Linked DNA regions of Mus musculus: region 2 is linked to region 1. Evidence: chromatin contacts called from public Hi-C data. All regions are on one chromosome and are shown on one strand. The core of a region is the stretch at or near the end of the contact, and the rest is flanking DNA. Distances in the headings are between cores, read along the strand shown. Region 1 overlaps Thsd7a (thrombospondin, type I, domain containing 7A). Region 2 has its middle 48 kb from the start of Tmem106b.

Region 1 (4,009 bases), core at 610-3,109:
ATATGGTCCTAGAGCCGAATAATAATAGTAAGTTTTCTCCAAGGCCCATTATCTATCTAGTTTCAGGTTCTTAGCCACATTAGCAGTGTCAGGTAGTTATTCTGTCTCGTGGAATTCTAATTAGAAAGAGGGTTAGTTATTTCAATAATATTTGAATACTATTATTCTGCCAAAGGGCCATAGCAACAGCCATCATTAGAGAAGCTGCTTCTTGCAGTGGATGACCCAGAACTACACAAGGTTAAACAGGTGAGAGAATTTGAAGCACAAAGTTCTAAACTGGATGATTGGATGTCTTCTGCAAGCTCTCCTCTCAAGGTTTAGGGTTAATGTGGAAGAGAAAGACTATAGTAGCCAGAAGGGATGGATGGCTCCAAGGCAACAGCATTCTCCAGGCACAACAGAACTGATACTCATATGAGCTTACAAAGAGGTTGCCAGTATGCATAAGGGGTCCTAGCACAGAGTAAGTAAACCCAGGCTCCCACCCATAAGAAGCTATCTACAATTGATACCCAATGGCAAGGGCAAAGTCAGGTTTCTCCAATGGAGTCTCACTGTATTTGTAAAACACACCTTAGGTTAAACCTAGGGTCATGAGGAGTTGATCAACTCAAAATGGCCTAGATGGTCTTTTACAGTTTTTACCTTATTTTGTTTTGTTTGGACATTTCCTGTTTAGTAGATTTTTGATTACTTATTTTGATTTTGTGTGTGTGTGTTTCTGTGGGGGTGGGTTGTATGTATGCCTCTTGGTTTGGTTTTTGTTTGTGTCTTGTTGAGTGAGAGAAACAGTGAGTGAGAGGGAGATAGAGAAAGAGAGAGAATGTAAAGATGGGTAAGTAGGTGGTGGGGAAGATGTGAGATGGGAAAATATTATTCAAATTTATTATATTAATTATTTTTAATGAAAAAGCTTTTAAAACAATGAGCAGCAGTTCTGTAAGCATTATGACTTTCTGAACTTTTAGATCAAGGTTCATTACTTTCCTGAGTTGTATGTTCCCTCTATCGCTCAGGAGTGAATGTTTCAACTCATAAGAGATATCTACACAACAGTCAATGAAAATAAGTTATTGAACAATGGAATTTTAAAATTTCCTAGGTGATGCTTTGATGCACAGAAACATATGACATCATTTATTGTGACTCTAACTTACTAGAAAGGTAAGAACATTTTTGTTTAATGTTCTTCTGTTAAATTCTTAATTAAAAATTCCCATTGTATATATTTATTGTACATGGTCCTGTGGTACATAAGGACACGCATATAAGCATATAATGTGTCTTTGATTTTATTTTTGCATGTATTTAATATCATACATATATGTGGACCATCTTTCACATATGCTTGATTATATTTATGAATATAAACTTTGCACTGGCATTAATTTAATGGATGACTAGTTGTATTTCATGGTTTGTATTTCTTTTTCAAGATATTTCAATCACTAAACAAAAGGACATTATGAAGGTAAATATGGTTCACATGCAGTATAGATTCTGACTAAGTGACTCCTCAGAGATAACACTGTTCAGTAGTACACACTCTCTCTGAGAACTAGATGATAGCATATTCCATGATAATGCAACAGAGACCTATAATGAACCTAAAGAAAAACATGCATGAGGGTAAATGCAAAGAACAGAAGTGGCAATACAATCATTACTAAAATAACTCATCCACCTTGCAGGCTCTAACTGCTGTCTTATCTTTTCATTGCACCTTGGGTTTTGCATTGTGTCCAATTAAGTACTCTCATGAATGATCAGATTTTCACCACACTACACCCAATGAATGTCTGTCTACTTATGCCCTCCAAGCAGTCTTGAAATAATCGCACACTGCGTAGAATGAAGACCACATCTAAAATTGCTCTTGACAACCAAGCATAGTTAACCCAATTAGCTACTGTTTCTAAGAGCACACATGGTTTAAAATACAGCTTGAAAACAAAGTATGCAAATTCTATTAAGGGAAACAGAAAGTTCACTGCCAAGCATGATGTGAGGCAGTGACACATAGCATCAAGTATCTCTGCATAAAGGTTAAGAGTTAGCCCACAGCTAACATTACCATGAGTGAGAAGACATAGAGATGGGCTACGGTTTGTATGTGCTTTCTAACAAGAGCAAGAAGAATTTCCCATGGGTTGAAACCTTCTTCATTTCTCTTTGTTCATGATAATTTAGAGGAAGTTGGAATCTAATTGGACAAATGAATAATAAACAGCTTTCTCCTTTAAGGCATGGATGCTTTATGAATAGAAATGTCTCCCCGTGTATAGGTTTGTAGGACTGTGTTTATTCACTGTCGTGCAAAAATCTGTCTAGGATGTAGGTCAATAAATATGTGTAAAAAAACTGAGCTTGACAGATTTTATGCAAATGTGGAGAGAAACATTACTTGTCTTATTTTACCAAAAATAAGTTAAAGCAACTTTTTGTAGTCCCAAAGCCTTTATTCATTAATACAATTATAAAACAAATATTTCTAAGTAGAATGCATGTAAAATTAAGTAACACTGAGACAAAAAAAAACATTATGTGAATGGTATTTGGCTTGGTTTCCATGTAGCTAGTGTATAAAATGCAGCTGTATACCAACTTTGAAAAAATTCAGAAAAATATAGATTATTTTACGTTACCGGAGAGAATTTTATAATGCATCTTCTTCCTGTAACTCAAATTTCTCTGTTTCCCTGACAAAAGATGAATTACGGAATGCAGAATTAGCAGTTGCCTCAGCACGCTCAACACACTCTTCTTCTAAGACTGTTGATTTTATATGTCAAGGGCGTTAGACCAGGCTGAGTCCATAAAAATCATGTTGCTGACAGGTGGCCAGCACCTATGTAAAGAGCCTTATAAAAGATAAACACTATTAAATGAACACAAGAACATTATGCAAACTACTCTCCATTCGTGTTTGCTATAAAACTCTTAAATGAGGCAGGTTCTTATTTGGCTAAATATATCTGCATCTTTCAAATGAGACAATATGTTTTCCTCCTGAAGGTGATCCAAGACCAGCATGTCCTGCTTAGCACAAGGTCAAAGAGCATTTCCTGAGCTTTGTTATGCATGGATTCCCATGTCTTGTTTGCTATGAAATATTATGTTCTAAAATTTATAGACAGCAAAAGTGTATCCATTTGGTTTTTACTAAAGCAGAATGTGTAAAAAGTATATGGAATTGCTGCTAAATAGAGAATGTCTTCTCAGTCGTAAATAACTTCATATGTTGTTGTCAACCTACTGGGCAATTATATACATCCCCATATCTATACAGGATTAGGACAAATTTGTTTCATAATCATCATTTACATCTCATAATATTATAGAAAATAATTTCATTTCTCTATTTGCCCACAGATTTAACTACTCACAGTCACTTAATCTGCTTTTCCATGTTTATACCTAACCTATGCTTATATAATACTTTGCTCCTTCACTGTGTCATGGCTCCATTTATCAATCTCTCAGGGGACAGCTATTTTCTGATCACTTTGGAATTAGAAAGAATACTAAGAGAAGTGTGTGGTAGAGTAGACATACGATTTGGCTCAAAGCTTTGCAATTTCCAGCTCTTCTACATGATGTGCCCATGGGAAGTGTACCAATTAGCCCTGGCAATTTATGAAGAAATCCCTCACTCCTCTCAGTAACTGTTGCTCCAAATGTGGAGTCCTGCTGGTGTAGTCCTATGTTTATTTCACCTTCTACCCACACTTGGCTTATTTTCACTCTCCTCCTTTGAGTACTGTTATGGAAAAAGAAAAAGGCGTGGAACCATCTCTGAGATTGCCAGGATCCTCCTCAGAACAGTAATACAATCTTGTATGCCTTGTACTCACTGGAACATGCCAAAAGATTTGGTGTAAAAAACCAATTGTTCGTGCCTCAGTTGTCTGTCTTGAAGTATTTTCATAGCCATAAATACACAAGTCCTCTGTGTATCTGGTAAGGCTATTAGCTTGCTGTTTTGGTGGGACTTCATACTTAGTGA
Region 2 (4,009 bases), core at 468-2,967, 460 kb after region 1:
CAGATTAGGAGGAATGTCTAGAGCACAGAGGCATACCAAGCAGAAGTGGGGACTTGGGACCCAGGGCTCAGGAAAATTAACCACAAAAGAAACAACAGCTAAAGACAATTGCATTATCTACACTTCGAGTTCATGGTGGTGATGAAATGAGCCACCTCTTTAAGGCTCTTGAAACAGTAATTTTGTGACACACAATATGCAAGTGACATTATAAACCAATTATTCAATTGGCAGCTGTGGTAAAGCCGTCAGGAACTGACCAACAGGTAGCAAAATTACCTACAAAATTATTCTCTGGAATTTTTAAAAATATGAAAGCCATAGTTTCTACATCTGTAAATGAAAACAAAATATCTACTATTTCTGAGAACTGGAGAAATGGATCAGCAGAGAAGAGTTCTTACTACAGCTGTACAAGACCACAGTTTCTTTTGCAGCACAACAGAGGGCAGCTAGCCACTGTCATTAACTCCAGTTTCAGTATGTGTGTGCACATGTAAGTGTGAGTGTTTCTGGAGTGTAAAAGAGTGTATCAGGTGCCCTGAAAACACAGAAAGAAGGGGACGGGGGGGAGTGGGAAAGGGAGAAGGAGAGACAGAGACAGAGAATGAAAATAAATCTAAAACACATGTGTTTTTATTCTTTCATTGACTATACTTTCATTTAGACCCAATGCTTTGGAAATATAATATCTTCATAGCACTAAAATATTTTTTTTTGCTTGTTTTTGTGGATTTTTGCTCTCCTCTCTGCTTGCCTGATTTTCTAAGAATGTCTGACTACACTGCCCAGGCTGTGATTTTATCCTGCAGAGCCTCCTGAGTGCTGGGATTCTAAGTGTGTGCTCTCCCTCTTGGTTTTGTACTCTTACAAAGTTTATTACTAGCTCTGGTACTTCTATAAGTAAAATAAACTCTCCACATTCTAACGGTTATTATTTTAGCCATTTCTAAGCCTGTCCTGCACTGTCACATAAGCTGCATAACCCAGGTCCCTTTGTGTTCACATCTGAGGTGAAACAAGTCACAAAGAAAGCAACTTACCTACATTCATAGTTGAAACCCGTTATTTTGGAATCTTTCTAGAAAAGACATTCCCAACACAATACTTATTAAAATTCAGGTTTTCAGAGATACCGGAGTGCATTGCTAGGTTTTATTAAATATTTAATGCCACCTGGCATCTGGCCCTATTCTGCCTTCACCTTTTTCTGTCATGAAGAAAAGTTTTAAATGAATTGTCCTCATTAAACAAGAGAGGGTTCTCACCGAAGTTCTTGAATTTTCTGCCAGTTAATCTCCACAATCATTATTTTTAAGTTTCCAAACATATATTTCTTGCTTAAAAAACAAAGAGTGAGCATGTGGTCAGAAAGTAAAATAACTTATTCTCCAAGCATTTTAACGGGGAGTGTAATGTCAGGCCTGTAATGCTATTAAACAGAGGCCAGCGCCTGTTCACAGGGGATCTGCTCTGGGTGACGCAATCCATCATGCTGCCATTGTTTGACAGTCACAGAGGAGGAGGAAGACCTAAAAACAGCAGATGAACATTTTTTTACCAAATGCACAGCCATTTGCAGAAAACCCCATTCGGTGCATTTTCCCTGTGTCATTCCACATGTTAGAATAAAAGGGAGATTATTTTCCATAGTGATTATATCATCTGCAGTATGTGGTATTTCTGAAGTAGAGTGGGATGATGCACTAATGATTTGAATCCCGTCACTCTCCCTGCCTCTTCCTGTCTGAGTCAGTGCTCTGCTGCCAGACAAGTGTGTAGCTCAGATGATTGATAACAAAATCCACAACCTTTCACCTTCAAGTCACTGGTTTGAAATGAAGCTTGTTGAACAAGGGGAGACATTTCTTTCCATTGGCAGCTCATCACAAGCTGCATGGAATGAATGAGTGGTCTCTATGGCAGCTCATCACAAGCTGCATGGAATGAATGACTGGTCTCTGTTTGCTTACTGGACCTGAAATGATAGCTACTTGCACTAAGAAACACATTGTGCCATGAGTTGAGCCTCAGCTTTTATACTAATGTTCTACATACTGACTGTAAAGCTAAGACATGGAATTAGATCAACATTAGGCTGGAACTTTTCTGCATGAGACTAACTTATTTTTATTGTTTTCAATCATATATCATTAGTACTGTAGATATTTAATAATTAAGACAAAAATTGGTAACAAAAGTAAATATGATATTTAGTCTTCACCTTTTTAGTGCTCAAGACCTGGTATTAAACAATTGGAAATTCTAAAATTGTTATTAATTTTAACTTGAAAATTAATGTTTTAAAGGTAAATACAAATTTAATTTTTAATATTTTGTTTCATTTTATGTGTATGGATGTTTTGTCTACATGTAAGTCTACACACTGCACATGTGCAGTGCTTTCAGAGACCAGAAGAGGGAATCATAGCCTCTTGGACTGGAGTTACAAACCACTGTGAGTTGCCATATTGGTGCTGGGACTGGAACCTGGGTCCTCTGAAATGACAACTAGTACTCTTCCCTGCTGAGCCATCTTGCCAAACCCTGAGAAGGTATATTTTGAAGATAGTCTGAAATATATATCTTCATGTGCTCAAATGACATGGGTTCTAGTGGGTGAGTGGTTCAAAATAATTGTACAAATTGGGGTTCTACCTTCCCAAAAACAATTACAATACATAAGGTAGAAAAAGAAATAATTGTATAGATAGTTTAAATATATATGCTATTGGAAGTAGCCTCCTTTATTTAAAATATAAAGAAAATCTAAAAAAAGATTAGCATCAGCATCAGGACTACTGACAAACATTCCAATTGTCCTTTCTGTCAGGATCTCGAGTTCCATACTCCCAGGGGTTCGGCAGTTTCCTCGCTGCTGTGGTAAAATGGAGACCTGACAAAAAGGGCATGAGGGAGCAGAGACTTATTCTAACTCACAGTCTGGAAGTTGTGGAGCATCAGGGTGGGAAAAGATGGCAGTTTGAGGGTCATGGCCTGTAGAGAGAAGATGGTCAGATCACAGTGGAATGGGAAAACCCACAACTACCCACAACAGAACCACCAACTGGGGTACACCTTCAAACACATGACCTATGGTGGACATTTCATATTCAGTCCATAATCTCCTCTCTTACCTTTTGCCCTATCTCCTGGCACTACTTAAGATAGAAATCTAAGTCTAACTTGCTTTTTGTAATAAAGTGTAGCTGGAGAGGGTACACATCATTCCTTCGGTTGTTACTCTAAGCCCAAGAACAGAAATCAACCTTGTACAGACTCCCCCTGCTCCAAACTCTTGTTCCCAGTACCAACTTAATTTATCATAAACAGTACTTTTTTGATATTTTTCACATGAGACTTAGGGAATGTTCATTCATTTTGAGATACCTCCTTCACAAAAATAACACCAAGAGCAAAAGTTGGGTCTGGAGACTCAACAGTGGACAGCATAAGAAAGGACAGGACAAGGTTCAAGTGTCAGAGAACTAGGAAGAAGGAAGTAAGAAGAAGGAAAATCCAGATCTGCCCTTGTGTCATTTGCTTCCAGGCTACTCAGATGAGAGTTAAGAGAACTGACTTCACAGGGACTTTTTTTTAGAACACTAAAAATTCTATGTGATGCACAGCCAGTGACCCACACCCCTGTCCTGAGGCAGGCTCTGGTTTGTTTACTGACTCTCTGTAGTGTTCATTTATCCTGGGGAAGAAAGGAAAGTTGTATCAAAGACAAGAGAATCCACTTTATTTTTACTAGAATATTAACACAAGGCATATTTTTTTTATCCATACAATTCAAACTACCTGTTGTGAGTAATATTTACATGTCCATAAACACTAAAAACACTGAAACTTGATTCAATAACCAACTGTAGGAGTAACTACTGTATCCACAGAAAGAATGTATGTAAATCAAAGGAAAGGAGCCAAATAGGAGGAAAGAATTTGGAAAACTGAAAATAGGAAAATATCAGGAAATGCATGTTGACTCTGAAATACAGACTAGCAA

The links. A called contact is a pair of places that touch in the nucleus more often than the background predicts.
Region 2: a contact with region 1 is called in a Hi-C map of the N1E-115 cell line, with 6 times the contacts expected there. The contact joins two enhancer-like sites. A contact is called at or near these places in 1 of 484 Hi-C or Micro-C datasets (the N1E-115 cell line) and 1 of 9 other capture datasets (adipose tissue).

Annotation. Positions count from the first base shown.
Region 1 is chr6:12,558,837-12,562,845 of GRCm38.p6, forward strand. The region is part of intron 1 of Thsd7a (thrombospondin, type I, domain containing 7A); the gene reads right to left. Among named protein-coding and RNA genes, the nearest start is that of Gm38583, 120 kb to the left of the region's middle. Within about 2 kb of position 1,860, at least 2 of the 459 cell types and tissues checked have an H3K27ac peak or open chromatin away from gene starts, as enhancers often do. A contact at or near this core is called in the N1E-115 cell line, where this site is marked.
Region 2 is chr6:13,019,969-13,023,977 of GRCm38.p6, forward strand. No RefSeq gene overlaps it. Among named protein-coding and RNA genes, the nearest start is that of Tmem106b, 48 kb to the right of the region's middle. Within about 2 kb of position 1,718, at least 26 of the 459 cell types and tissues checked have an H3K27ac peak or open chromatin away from gene starts, as enhancers often do. A contact at or near this core is called in the N1E-115 cell line, where this site is marked.